Linked DNA regions of Dromaius novaehollandiae: region 1 is linked to region 2. A link is a contact called in public Hi-C data. All regions are on one chromosome and are shown on one strand. The core of a region is the stretch at or near the end of the contact, and the rest is flanking DNA. Distances in the headings are between cores, read along the strand shown.

Region 1 (5,992 bases), core at 127-2,626, 650 kb after region 2:
TAAAGCTAATCACAGCAAAAACTGGGAATTTAAAATGCAGCTATTGTCAAAGGGGAAAGGCCACTTTCCTTCTTCCAGTACAGGTCATATTTTTGAAGAAAGAAAAGCATGGCTATGAGCAATTAAAATATGTCATTAACTGACAAGACAAGGGGTTAATTGCCATGAAATATATATGTAAATGTAATTTGCTGCAGGCTTCATGCCCTATGCATGTATGGCACTTATTTACAGGTTGTTTTTATTTTTAATGCAAGCATTTTGTTAAGCAACCTCTGTAGCCGGTTCAGCTTTTTGCTGTATGTATAAAAAATAACGTGTATCCTGTAACACAATCTGATAATGAATGCAATATTTGTTTTCCAGCATATCGCAGAACATCCCAGGAATTAAAGAAAATGAACTGAATACATCTAAACATTTGGGCACACCACCCTGCGTTCTGTGTGCATTTAGTACAGTCTTCTCAAAGATGACAGTGGGCACAAAATGTTTAAAGCATTCATTCCTATTCCAAGCGCCTTTGTTTTTTCCAGTGACACTTACAGGAGAGACTTATATTTAACAGTGGATTTCTAACATCTGTTTGCTACACCCAATAATGTAGGCAAAGTTGTGGCTGGAGATATTGCATAGAAACAGCAAGGCCATAGAAAAGGAAAAAATGCATGCTTATGCTGAAGGATCCTTTTGTTTAGCCCTTTTGAGAAAGACCTCAGTGACCTTAAAAAACCTCCAGCTGCAGTCTGTGAAACTGGGTTAAGAGCCTCAGCAGAGGACTTTGAGAGCCCTCTACAGGCCGTCACGGCCCGTTAACTCCAACGAGATTCATCCTTTCCCTCAAACTGCTCCTGGTAGCCCTGCTTTGCTCATCTTCATCTGCCTTGATGTGTGGATGAAAGAAGTGTTTTATTTGCCATTTATCACAGTGGGGGTTTTGGTGTGCAACAGTAAGCCATCCCTTTAATGATGCATTCAGCTGGCAGCATTGTTCTGCTTAAATAACTACTTGCCAAAAAAGGAAAAGAATTTGTCCTCTCTCTGGATTTGTTATTTCATTAGGGTTCCTCAAGAGAACTCCAATAAAGGATTCTGGTCTATTAATCACCCTCCACAACTTTCTCAAGTAATTAGTCTTTAAAAATGTTTGCTGTCTCCTTAGTAGTACATAATTTGACGGTGCTCAGTGAATCAGCCGAGGTTCAGACTCACTAACCTTTAGAGGTTTGGCCTGTCTGAGCTCATCAGTCTCGGCCCCCAATTGAACTGAAAACTGCACTTTTTTCATTCTTTGTGGCAGGTTTATAGTACAGCACTGCTGGACGCCTGCCATGAAGGAAAACTCAAAACATATAAATTCTTCATAAGGCAACGGTAGAAGGTGGCACTGAGAAATAATGCTCTCATGCTGTCAGAGCTGCTGCAGGGAGGGGGGCTGTGTTCATTCTAAGACAGATGTAGCAACAATTGCTCCTGATTAACTCCCTAAATGGGTAATCCTAGTTTACGGGGCCCCAGTGATGGAAATCTTGCTGACATGGCTGAGAGGATTTTTTTGGCAGGGAATATGGATTCTCAGGAGAGCATTGCAACGGTCTTGCTTGCAATTTTCAATGCAGACCCTTTGAAATAAGTGTAAATGTAATTTTCTTTGAGGATGCACACATTATTCCATATATGAAGTAGACAGTGAGGCAGCTTCACATTAGAAAATATGCAGGCTGCAAACCTCTTATGCAAAAATATATTTGGCAGCACCAGGTAATGCAGTTCACATGCCTTGTTACTTTTTCTTGACATTCCCAGCTCCATTGGCCTTGTTTCTGGTAAATTAAGAAGGCAATTACAGATTCACAGACCACTTTGGGGACATTCCAGGGTTTTGTGTTTGGCATTACAGAGAGATACTAACAAGCTGCCCAGGCTAGAGCTGTTTAGAGAATGAGAATTTCATTTTGCTGCACCTTTTGAGATTTTGAGAGGAACTTTGAGTGCCATTTTTGCCAAGGTGAAGTAAAAAATGAAAAAGTTGAAAAAGTGACATTTTGTAGTTTAAATAAAGATAGATAAATCCAATTTAATCTAATCCAACCTACACAGTTTTGGAAAAAAAGAAAAGAAAGAAATGTGTGTTTATGTGTATAAGATCACCTCTTGTTCCCAGGAAAGTAGAAACACAAAATATTTGCAGATGGGAGTCCATCTCTCCAGTCAACAGAATTTGTCTCAATTTCCAGAAGTGGCCTTGCTTGCACCTCACTTAGAGCTGTGGACTTCTCATGCATAACGGGCAGCACTTGCATTAGCAAGTCATCCTGTTTAATTAAATGGAGCAAGAGTTCCCTAAAGTCAGTAAATGACAATATATTATACTTCAATATTTCTGGCCATATGGTATACATGGCATAAAAAACAGAAAAAAAAAAACCCAAAAAAACAAAAAAAAAAAAAGATGAGCAGGACACATCTGAAACTTCAGCAGAAACCATATGCACTCATTTTCAGGCCAGAGGCAAAGACTTCTAGAAGGCAGACTCTTCCCACAATAGTTCAATCCTATAAATATAACAAATAAAAGTTATAAATTATTATCAACAGACATTTATGAAGAACTTCTAAAAGGCTGATCAGCGTATTGCCACATGTCTAAGTAAAACATCTTCTAGGTGAATATGCGCTCAGAGGTCAATTATACTGCATATTATTTGCCAGGAAACTACTGACTGACAGGCTCCATAGTGATTGCTTATCTCTTTATTAAAATATCTGTTAAATGATTTGTGTGTGTGTGCGTGCACGCACGCATGTGTGTGTGTTTGTATGTATAGTACTCAACAAAACATGCAGTTATGTATACTTGAAGCCAATTGTTGAAATGCTGCTGAAAACCCCAAGCTAAAAATCTCTCCAGCTGGTTCCTTTAAATTTTCAGTGGGGAGTAGAAGTCTCTTAGGCAATGACATTGTCCTCTTTGTGCCTAAAACTCTCCTGGGGCTGGCATTTAGCTGCAGGATGAGTCTTTCCTGTTTTACAGGAATAGTTGAATGTTGAGCTTTTCTTTAGCTTTTTCTTTTCTTTTACTCCTAGAGTGGAGAATCTCTAACATAAAGCACCGAATTGTTTTCTTGTGTTTACCACATCATGGAGAAGCTTAGTGCAGTCTCTTAGTAAGGGTCCCTCTGCTGGCCAAGGCATATAAAATACCAAGTGCACCAGGCCTTAAACTATGCAGAGGACATTTCAGTGCCTGAAAAACTCATTATCTTTAAAAAGAGGTTGGAAATCCCCACTGCCTAACAGATTACAACTCCAAAAGCCAAATCAAAACATGGGCCCACAGCACTTGACAGGGTCTCTTTAAAAATACTCCTCTTAGTGATCTAAAAGGATTTGAAGTAATCTCCTTACAGCTGGTTGTAAAATCCCAGTGACTGAGGTAGACATAGAAATTAGCAGGTTACAGGATGCTAAACCTTTACAACATTTTTACTTACCTCTGTTCCTAATAACACTTCAGAAGACAGAAAAAAAAGGAATAATGTGAAATCTAATATTTCTGTTTCCATTTACGCAACTTGTTATTCTTTGCCTGCTTCAAGCTGTGAGAATAGAAGCTATTTGTTAATGTTCTGGTTCTCCTTCTGGCTCATGTAAAAGGGCGGACAGATAACATCAAGTAGCTGTGCTGGGATACTGCATGTACTTTTTACTCTATTGCTTAAAGATACGGCATTTAATTAAAAAATACGTGGTGTCATATTTTAAGGGATATTATTGCTTATAAAAGGATACTGCATTACATAATGGCATTGACTGTGTCATGTCCTAGATGAACTATGGGAGCCTTCCTCTGATTACATGTGTGTTAAGCCCCGAATAGTCACCATGTGTTTGCAGAACGTCTTATTTTGGAGCACTGAAGCATAGAGTACGTCTAGGAGAGCAGAAACAGAGCTGGTCAGGACCTGAGGAAATCAGCTGATCCATCCTCCTTCCACCAAGGAGTCCGACATTTCAAAATGCCTTTGTACAGTCAGCGCATATGACTGGGGGAAGTAGCCAAATCATCTTAAAATGTGAAACTGGTTAAAATAATAGCTGTAGAGCACTATAGCTATATAAACACTATTAGCTGTATAAGCACTGCCATGACTGTAGATGCTTCTGTTCACAAGTTATCAGGAAACTAGTCCTGATTTCTGCAAAAATAATAATTATTCACGAGTGTAAGGTTTATCTTTCTGATAAACTATGACCATCCCATAGGAAGTATTTTCCAATTGCATGTTGAAAATGCATCTTGATGTGACTGGTTACCTAACAAATGCAGTATTTTTCAGTTTCTTGATTGTATGACTGGAATAATAAATGAAAAACAGCTAATACGAGTGAACTTTCAAATGGATAATCATTCATACTAAATTGCATTCAGCTGTAGGTTTTCACAGGCATATTAAAATATACTACCTGGACGACCAAATGTATATCATTCGTTATACTCCACAAATGAAACAAATTTAACACTTTTTCAGAAATATGTTTGAAAGTCATATTTTTAACATTATGCCAGCTTGTGCTTTTATACCTAGGAACTATGAAATGTTACAAAGACAATTTTAAGTGTTTTTCATTATCAATAAATGCACATTCAAACAAAGTTATGGCTGTAAACTCATATGATGTAATCTCTACTTAGGCAATATTCTTTCACATGTAACTGTTATGTTTCTATGCACCCTACCAATGGAAGTTTCATATTAACCCTACCCAGGGTAACAATATAAATCACTGCAAAATTTTTCTGTTTTAATCATTTTAAGACGTTTGCTTAAAAGAAGACTGATTTTCGAGGCATAGTTAGTACCATTACTTCCACTGTATGTTAGCCAACTATCATAGCAGTAACAAAGAAATTTTGATTCCCATATAAGAAAATCTTATCTGAATTAGTCCCTATTTGGCTATGTTTATCAAAAGATGTATCCCTTTCTGATATTAACTTAAATACTGAAATATAATATTATTTTTTTCCAATACAGAGTGAAAACATATTATTAAAGTTAAAATATTCTCACAAGAAAATTGACTTTAAATAAATTGAACTTCCACCAGAAAATCATTCTGTCAGAATATCTCTGTTTGGTTCTAAAATACTTGCTTGGTTTGTGTTGAAGCTAAATCATCTGTTAGTTTAACATTTCAATATAGTGGTACATCTTCCATCCAGAAGGAATCCTTAAAATGTTTCATCAGTCACTGTTTTGGCTGAACAGATTCACAGAAAATCTGCCACAATTCCAGACCACCACATCTTTGACCAGAAAACCAGGAAGTTTTAATCAAGATAATTAATGTCCTACTGTAGAAGGACATGCTGCTGCCTCTCTCAGGTAGGACTTCTCAGGACCCCTTAAGACAGAGGCGCAGGTCAGCAAACCCTGTGCTCTTCAGCAGAGGGAACAGGTGCTCAGCGTTTACAAAACTTAGGCTGCTAAAAGGCAGAGCTACATAGAGCCCAGGAAGGCTGAGAGAGCTCTGACTCCTCCTCTACTTCTCAAAAGAGTCTTATTGAAAGTGCTGCACACTTCTAATAATATTCATGGGAATTTCTGTGTGGCTGTGGAGCTCTACTTCATTCACACTGTGGGTACATGCAGCTCCTGATGTGCCTGAAATATGTGTTAAACTTTAAAAACTTTTGCATTGTCTGAAAATACCAATGTGTGACAAAAGATAAACTTTTGAAAAGTAGCCCCTCAAAATACCTGACAAAGCATAGACAATAAGTAGATTCAGGTGAAAATAATAAATCTCTCAGCCTTATCGTTGGTATCAGTCTCTACTCTAAAAAATACTTTTCCCCAAAATTCCTTAAACAGAAATAGCTTTTTTCTATGAAACTAAGAAGGAGGAACAGAAAGGTTTTTAAAGAGCATTTTGACCTTAGCCTTTTTCATGTTTCCCTCTATTCATCGTCTGTCCAAACAAAGTA
Region 2 (5,828 bases), core at 3,299-5,798:
GTATAGTACATGGGAAAACCAAGTTTACATAAACACATTATACAGGTATGGAAAAAAAGTAAAGTCCTTGAATATTGCATTGATTGTGCATTCAACATGCCCATACATACTTTAAGACTCGCAGGGTGACAAAAGGCTGAGGGGAGTTGAGAAAGGGGCTTCTCATGCCCAGTGGTAGAGATGATAAAAGGAAACATGAATAAATGTTTCTGATTAAAAAAAAAGCTGATATACCTGTTCATATTTCTGTGCAGGCTATAGGAAATATTTTGAGCAGCAGAGGTGGGTTGGATTTGGAAAGGGCAGAGGGGGCAGGAGTGAAATGTCTGTGTTCAAGTATTCCATCACCAGTGGATGGGACTACTTCATTCAATCACCGAACATGGTCTCCAATGCATCATAGGAGCTGCTTCCTTCAGCACTGAGTCTGAAGGAAGCAAATTCCTATAATGAACTGGATCTTCTTTGGACATACACAGCTCAAAAAAGAAAGTCCCACTGAAGCAGCTTTCAAAAAGGCACTCAAAAGCAAATAAAATCTAGTCCAGGCTCTATGAGAGCAAAAAAGTTTACCATGTATTCAAGAGGTCACTGCTTTCTTAATAAGGTCAGTCTTTGACTAAGTACTGGCCTGCAACTCCCAAATATCAGCGTTTCCAAAGGAAATCTCTCATTCCAAAGCAGAAACCAGCAAAAGGGGAAAATAAAATCAAGTCCCTCAGACAAAGATTCAACTACAGAATAATGAATGCATTTTTCTAGCCCCTCCTACGTATTGGCAGCAGCACTGTGGTCTTTCTGCTTGTAGCTCCCCTCCCAGTGCGAGGTCCTTAGTAATTCACAGACTCTCATTACTTGAACTTGTGCTAGATACATCAGTATCAAGGGTCCGTAGCCTTATGTCACAGTCCTCAGACTTCACTACTTCAGATTTGTGCATCCATTGATGGTCAAAAATTTGCTCAAGTGTTGGTCTGTCTGAAGGCCTCAATGAAAGGCACCATTTGATCAGCTGTTGACATTCTGAAACAAAAATACAAAGCAACTTCAGACTAGGAAAGTAAAGAGACAATCTTGAATAAAATAATCCACCAGTACTAGCTCAGATGTACAACCTCCCACACCACCACCACCACACATAAAACTCACCAGGTGAAATTCTTCTCCTGAAATATAACCGCCCCCTCAAGATTTCTTCATCCTGTTCAAAAGGAATATCTCCGCAAACCATATCATACAGCAGAACTCCCAGAGACCACACTGTTGCTGACCTCCCATGGTATCTATGGTATCTGATCCACTCTGGAGGGCTGTATACTCTCGTTCCTAAAGGTGGAGAGAGAAGGAAAAAAAAAAAAAAAAGTCAAAAATCAACATTTAGAGAGTGATTCCCCCTTAACTCAGCTACTTCTAATAGGCCTAATTTACATTTAGGAACTCATGATTTGAAAGTATTAACAAAAAATTATGGGACAAAACTCATCAGTGGTGTAACTCCAGGTCATTAGTGGAGTTACACCATCAATAAAATTGGCCCATCCGGTTGTGCTATTTTGCTGCAAGGACTAACATTGCTTCCATCAGCTGACTGTTTACTAAGGCAAGCTGCCTTTCACTGACCACGTGGCGTCTGCAGCATCACACCAAAAATAGACACAAAAGGACAAAGGGGGTTGATGGGGAGGAGAAGAGAGGAAGGGAAGAAGGTGAAACTCAGGTCTTCCTTATTACATGTGGCTAGTCTGCTTTATCCAGTTCCACATCACAGTAAATGTCGGGCTCCTTACACCATGCTTCTCTGCTGCAGCTTTTTTAACCCACCCCCTCTTTGCCTGCGGTGCTCCTTGGATACCAAACAAAAAAACCCAAGAATTTGTGATGCTGAAGGTCACGTGGCCTAAGGGTTCGGGTTTCACAACAAACAGATGTTAAGTACAGCAGCTGAGGATGGAGGAAGAAAAAAAAGCCCCTTAGTTACATGAGTCACATTCAAAGGGCAAGGGAAAAAAGTGTATTTTTTCCCCCCTTATCACAATGAGAGCTTATTTTGAACTTTCCTGTCTCTAAATTATCAAATCTGACCGTGAAGCTAGTATCAGGTCATTTACAGGGAGTGTATTTGTCCCATCACTTTAAAAATCTGCAATGCGGGATTTCCAGGACATGAGCGGAAAGGGAGGGGGAGAGCTACTGCTTCAAGTTAAAAAAAGCTCTGCATATAAAAACTGCATATCCACACATGGAAACATCCGACACTGGTGAAGCCTACACGTAAACAGATCGCCCTCTAGGAAAAAACGCTTTTTCCAAGACAGGGAAATATAAACTGCTGCGTCACTGCCTGGAATCGCTTCTTTTCTACGCAACTGAACACCCCTAAGCTGCCTCGGGTCCAAAGGTTTCCATTACCGATAGACCTGGTATGAACCACTGCGTCAGAGGCACTGCTCGCTACCGCAAGGCACCAGAAACGGGATAAGAAGGGGCTATAGGACATCACCCAGGGAGGAGAGAGGGGTCTGACCAAACCTGGTGCAGCAGAGCTGCCCCAGGCGGAGAGGGCACGTACCATCAAAGTCAGTATAGACTGTGTCCTTGAGGAGGGCCCCTGACCCGAAGTCGATTAGCTTCAGCTCGCCGGTCCTGAGGTCAACCAGCAGGTTCTCGTCCTTAATGTCCCGGTGCACCACACCGCAGCCGTAGCAGTGGCGCACCGACTCCAGGACCTGTCGGAAGAAGCCGCGGGCCGTGTCCTCGTCGAGCGCACCCTTCTCCGTGATGAAGTCGAAGAGGTCCTTCACCAGTTCCGGCCGCTCCATGATGATGAGGTAGCCGTCGGGCCGCTCGTACCAGTCCAGCAGCTTGATGACCCCCCTGAAGCCGGAGCCCACCTTCTTCAGGAGGACAATCTCCAAGGGCACCATGACGCCGCCCTGCGCGGAGAGCGGGGCGGGGGTCAGGCAGGGGCCGGGGCGGCGCGCAGCCCGCGGGCGCCCCTCCCGCCGCGGGGGCAGGGGCGCGGGGAGCCCCGCCGCCGCCGCCCCGCTGGGTAGCTCCGCCGCTGCCGCAGTCCGAGGGGCGGGGGCGGCGCTGCGGCGGCGGCGAAACCCCGCCGGCCTCCCCCCGCGCAAGCCCCGCGCGCGCGGGCCGAGCCCAGCCCGCCGCCCACACAATAGCCCCGGCGCGGGGAAGAGCTGAGTCCGCGGCCGCGCAGCACCCCCGCCGCGCCGCGGCGGTACTTACAATCGTGCCCCACTCGGTCACTCTCTCCTTCACCACATGCTTCACGGCGACCTGCAGAGCGGGGGGAAAGGCGGCGCCATGAGCGGCGGGCAGAGCCGGCGCCTCGCCTCACCTCGCCGGGCTGGGCCGGGTCGCAGCCCCCGACAAGCCGCGGCGGCTCCGCGCGGGGCCGCGCCGCGCCCGCCCCGCCGCCCGCCAACATGGCTCGAGCCAGCGCCGGGAGCGCGCCCCGAGCCCGCGCTCACCGGCAAGCCGTCGGCGATCCTGCTGCCCGCGTACACGGTGCCGAAGCCCCCGCTGCCCAGCACGGAGCCCACTTGGTAGACTTTATCGAAAGGCTCCTTCTCCACTTTCACTGGAAGGACGAGAGAGAGAGAAAGAGACAACGTTAATTTCGAAAGCCGAGCTACACTTGCGGGGAGGGGAAAAAAAAGTCCGTCCGCTGGACACGTATTGTCTGTGTTGCCCTAATTCTGTCCAAGACATTTTGATAAATCGCCTCCCATAGTTAGAAAGACAAAAAAAGAAAAAAGTTTCCTCGTGCCGCGAGGAGCCTCCACGGGGAGCCCCCGCGCCCGGCGGCGAGACCCGCGCCCCGCGGAGGCGCCGCCGGGAAGCTCCGCGCTGCGCTGCTGCCGCGCCGTACCTGGCTGCAGGATCTTCACCGGCAAGTGATCCATGCTGGTGGGGCTGCAAATGTGAGCCAGCGAGCCGAACTTGGAGAGTAACATCTTCCGGAGAGGGAACACGAAAAATCCCCCGCAACGAAATTTAGGGCGTCCACCGGGCGAGCTGCTCAGTCAGAAGCCGGGCGGGCGGGGAGCAGCGGTCAGGCTCCGCGCCCAGCCGGAATCGCGGCGGGCGGGCCGGGAGACCTTCCGAGCGGCTGCGGGCGGCGCGGCTCGCTCCTTCCTCCGCCGACGCCGCTTCGCGCCGTAGCAGAGACCGACGGGCACTTCCCGAAATAAACAGCCGGCAGAGAATCCAAGTCGAAACAATACGGAGTCCTTCGGGAAAAAAAATAAATAGGGAGAAAGATTCTCTTCCTCTTCCGACCGGCGAGCACAGTGCCAACACGCGCACCGAGAAGCATGCACGCACGCAGGATCAGCAGCACACGCAGGCGGCACCGGGGGCTGCAACGCCGCGTGTAAAATCCGCCCCTGCGGGGAGCTGCCGGGGGCCGCTGTGCCGGCGCCGCAGTGGAGTCGTGGCGGGCGCAGGGAGCGGAGCCGCGCCGCGCCGCCTTGCTGCCCGCTCACTTCTGAGCCGGCGACGCCGCGGAGCCGCCTCTTAACTCCCAATATTTTGGTGCGGCAGAGAGCGGCGCGCGCGGAGGATATCCCTCCGCGGGGGAGTGGGGAACACCTCTCCCTGCCCGCCGCCGCGCGGCCCCCCCGCGCCGGAGCGGGCGGCGCGGCGGCGCCCAGCGCCCGCGGTGGGGCCGGCTGGGCCGGCAGAGTCCCGTCCCACCCCATCGTAAACACGGGGGGCGGGGGACTGGGAACTACTTATTTGTAGTAATCGACGCGCAGCGTTACAGACTGTCTGCAACGCTCACACACATTAGCGGGCGGGGGGGAGGGGAGGGCAAGATTCTCTTATTTGCGTTAACATTTCCAGGCGGCCAATGGCGGGGCGCCTTTTCAAAGAGCCGCGGGAGCGGCCAATCAGGAGGGGCTCATTTGCATGCGGCGGCGCGGGGGCCAGGGCGGGAATTCCTCGGCGCGCCGTCCCCCTCCCCGCTCGCCTCCCGGCCGCTCCGGGAAAGGTCACTCTGTGCGCGGGCCGAGACACTGCGTCTGGAGCCGGCGGGGGGCGGGGAGCCGCAGCCGCCGCCATGATCGCCGCGCCAGGGCACGCCGGGCCACGGCTTTATCTTCCCTCAGCCTTTAATGAAAGCACCTTCCCCCGCCCGCTCGCCCGCCTCCAAACGCAGCATTTCAAAGCCCGCTTATTTATACAGCCGCTGTTTACCGAAATAACGTGTCATGCTCCCTCGCCCATTGTGTCTCCTAATTCCTGCCCTTCCTCTGCTGTGATTTCTCGTTTAACTACAGCTGCCGCTAACTCCTCAGGAGAAGCTGGAGGCGTGTTCGCTCTGAAGAAGGCGAGGCGGCACCCAGGCGCTCGCCTGCACGCTCGTGAGCCGCGCTTTTTTGTTTTCTTTTGTAAGTCACGCTCTGCCTCGAGACCGCCTCCGTGAAAACACCGCGGCTCGCCCAGACGTAGCCGTAGCACGGGCTGCGCCGTGCGGGGGCAGGCTTCAGCGCATCGGCGCAGCGCTGCGCGCCGCGGCAGCTCAGGGCTTCCCTCCCCTCCCTTCCCCTCCCCCTCCCCACTTAGATGCCAGTCGAGCAATGACAAGAAGCTGTTTTGTTTTCCCGGCGCTATCGCTAATCGGATACGCGGCGCTGGAAAGCCGTCCCCCCGCTGCGGCGCCTCGCCTCAGCCGGCCTGGCAGCGCCCCGAGCGGGCGGGGGCGGGGGAGCCGAGCGCGGCCCGGCCCGCAGGGGGCGCTGCGCCACAGGGATTAGCCCCGCTGCTGGGGCGCGCGGGGGCTGGCGGGGGGACCGCTTCCTCCT

The links. A called contact is a pair of places that touch in the nucleus more often than the background predicts.
Region 1: a contact with region 2 is called in a Hi-C map of liver, with 5 times the contacts expected there. The contact joins the enhancer-like site here to the promoter of PIM3 in region 2. A contact is called at or near these places in 2 of 4 Hi-C or Micro-C datasets (brain and liver).

Annotation. Positions count from the first base shown.
Region 1 is chr1:18,058,080-18,064,071 of bDroNov1.hap1, forward strand. No RefSeq gene overlaps it. Among named protein-coding and RNA genes, the nearest start is that of IL17REL, 380 kb to the right of the region's middle. Within about 2 kb of position 1,377, at least 2 of the 2 cell types and tissues checked have open chromatin away from gene starts, as enhancers often do.
Region 2 is chr1:17,402,141-17,407,968 of bDroNov1.hap1, forward strand. PIM3 (Pim-3 proto-oncogene, serine/threonine kinase) reads right to left here and starts at 4,549. Exons shown (of 6, transcript XM_026113075.2): 1 at 3,890-4,549; 2 at 3,489-3,598; 3 at 3,244-3,294; 4 at 2,570-2,933; 5 at 1,150-1,326; 6 at 1-1,023. The coding sequence starts at 3,974. The coding sequence ends at 839.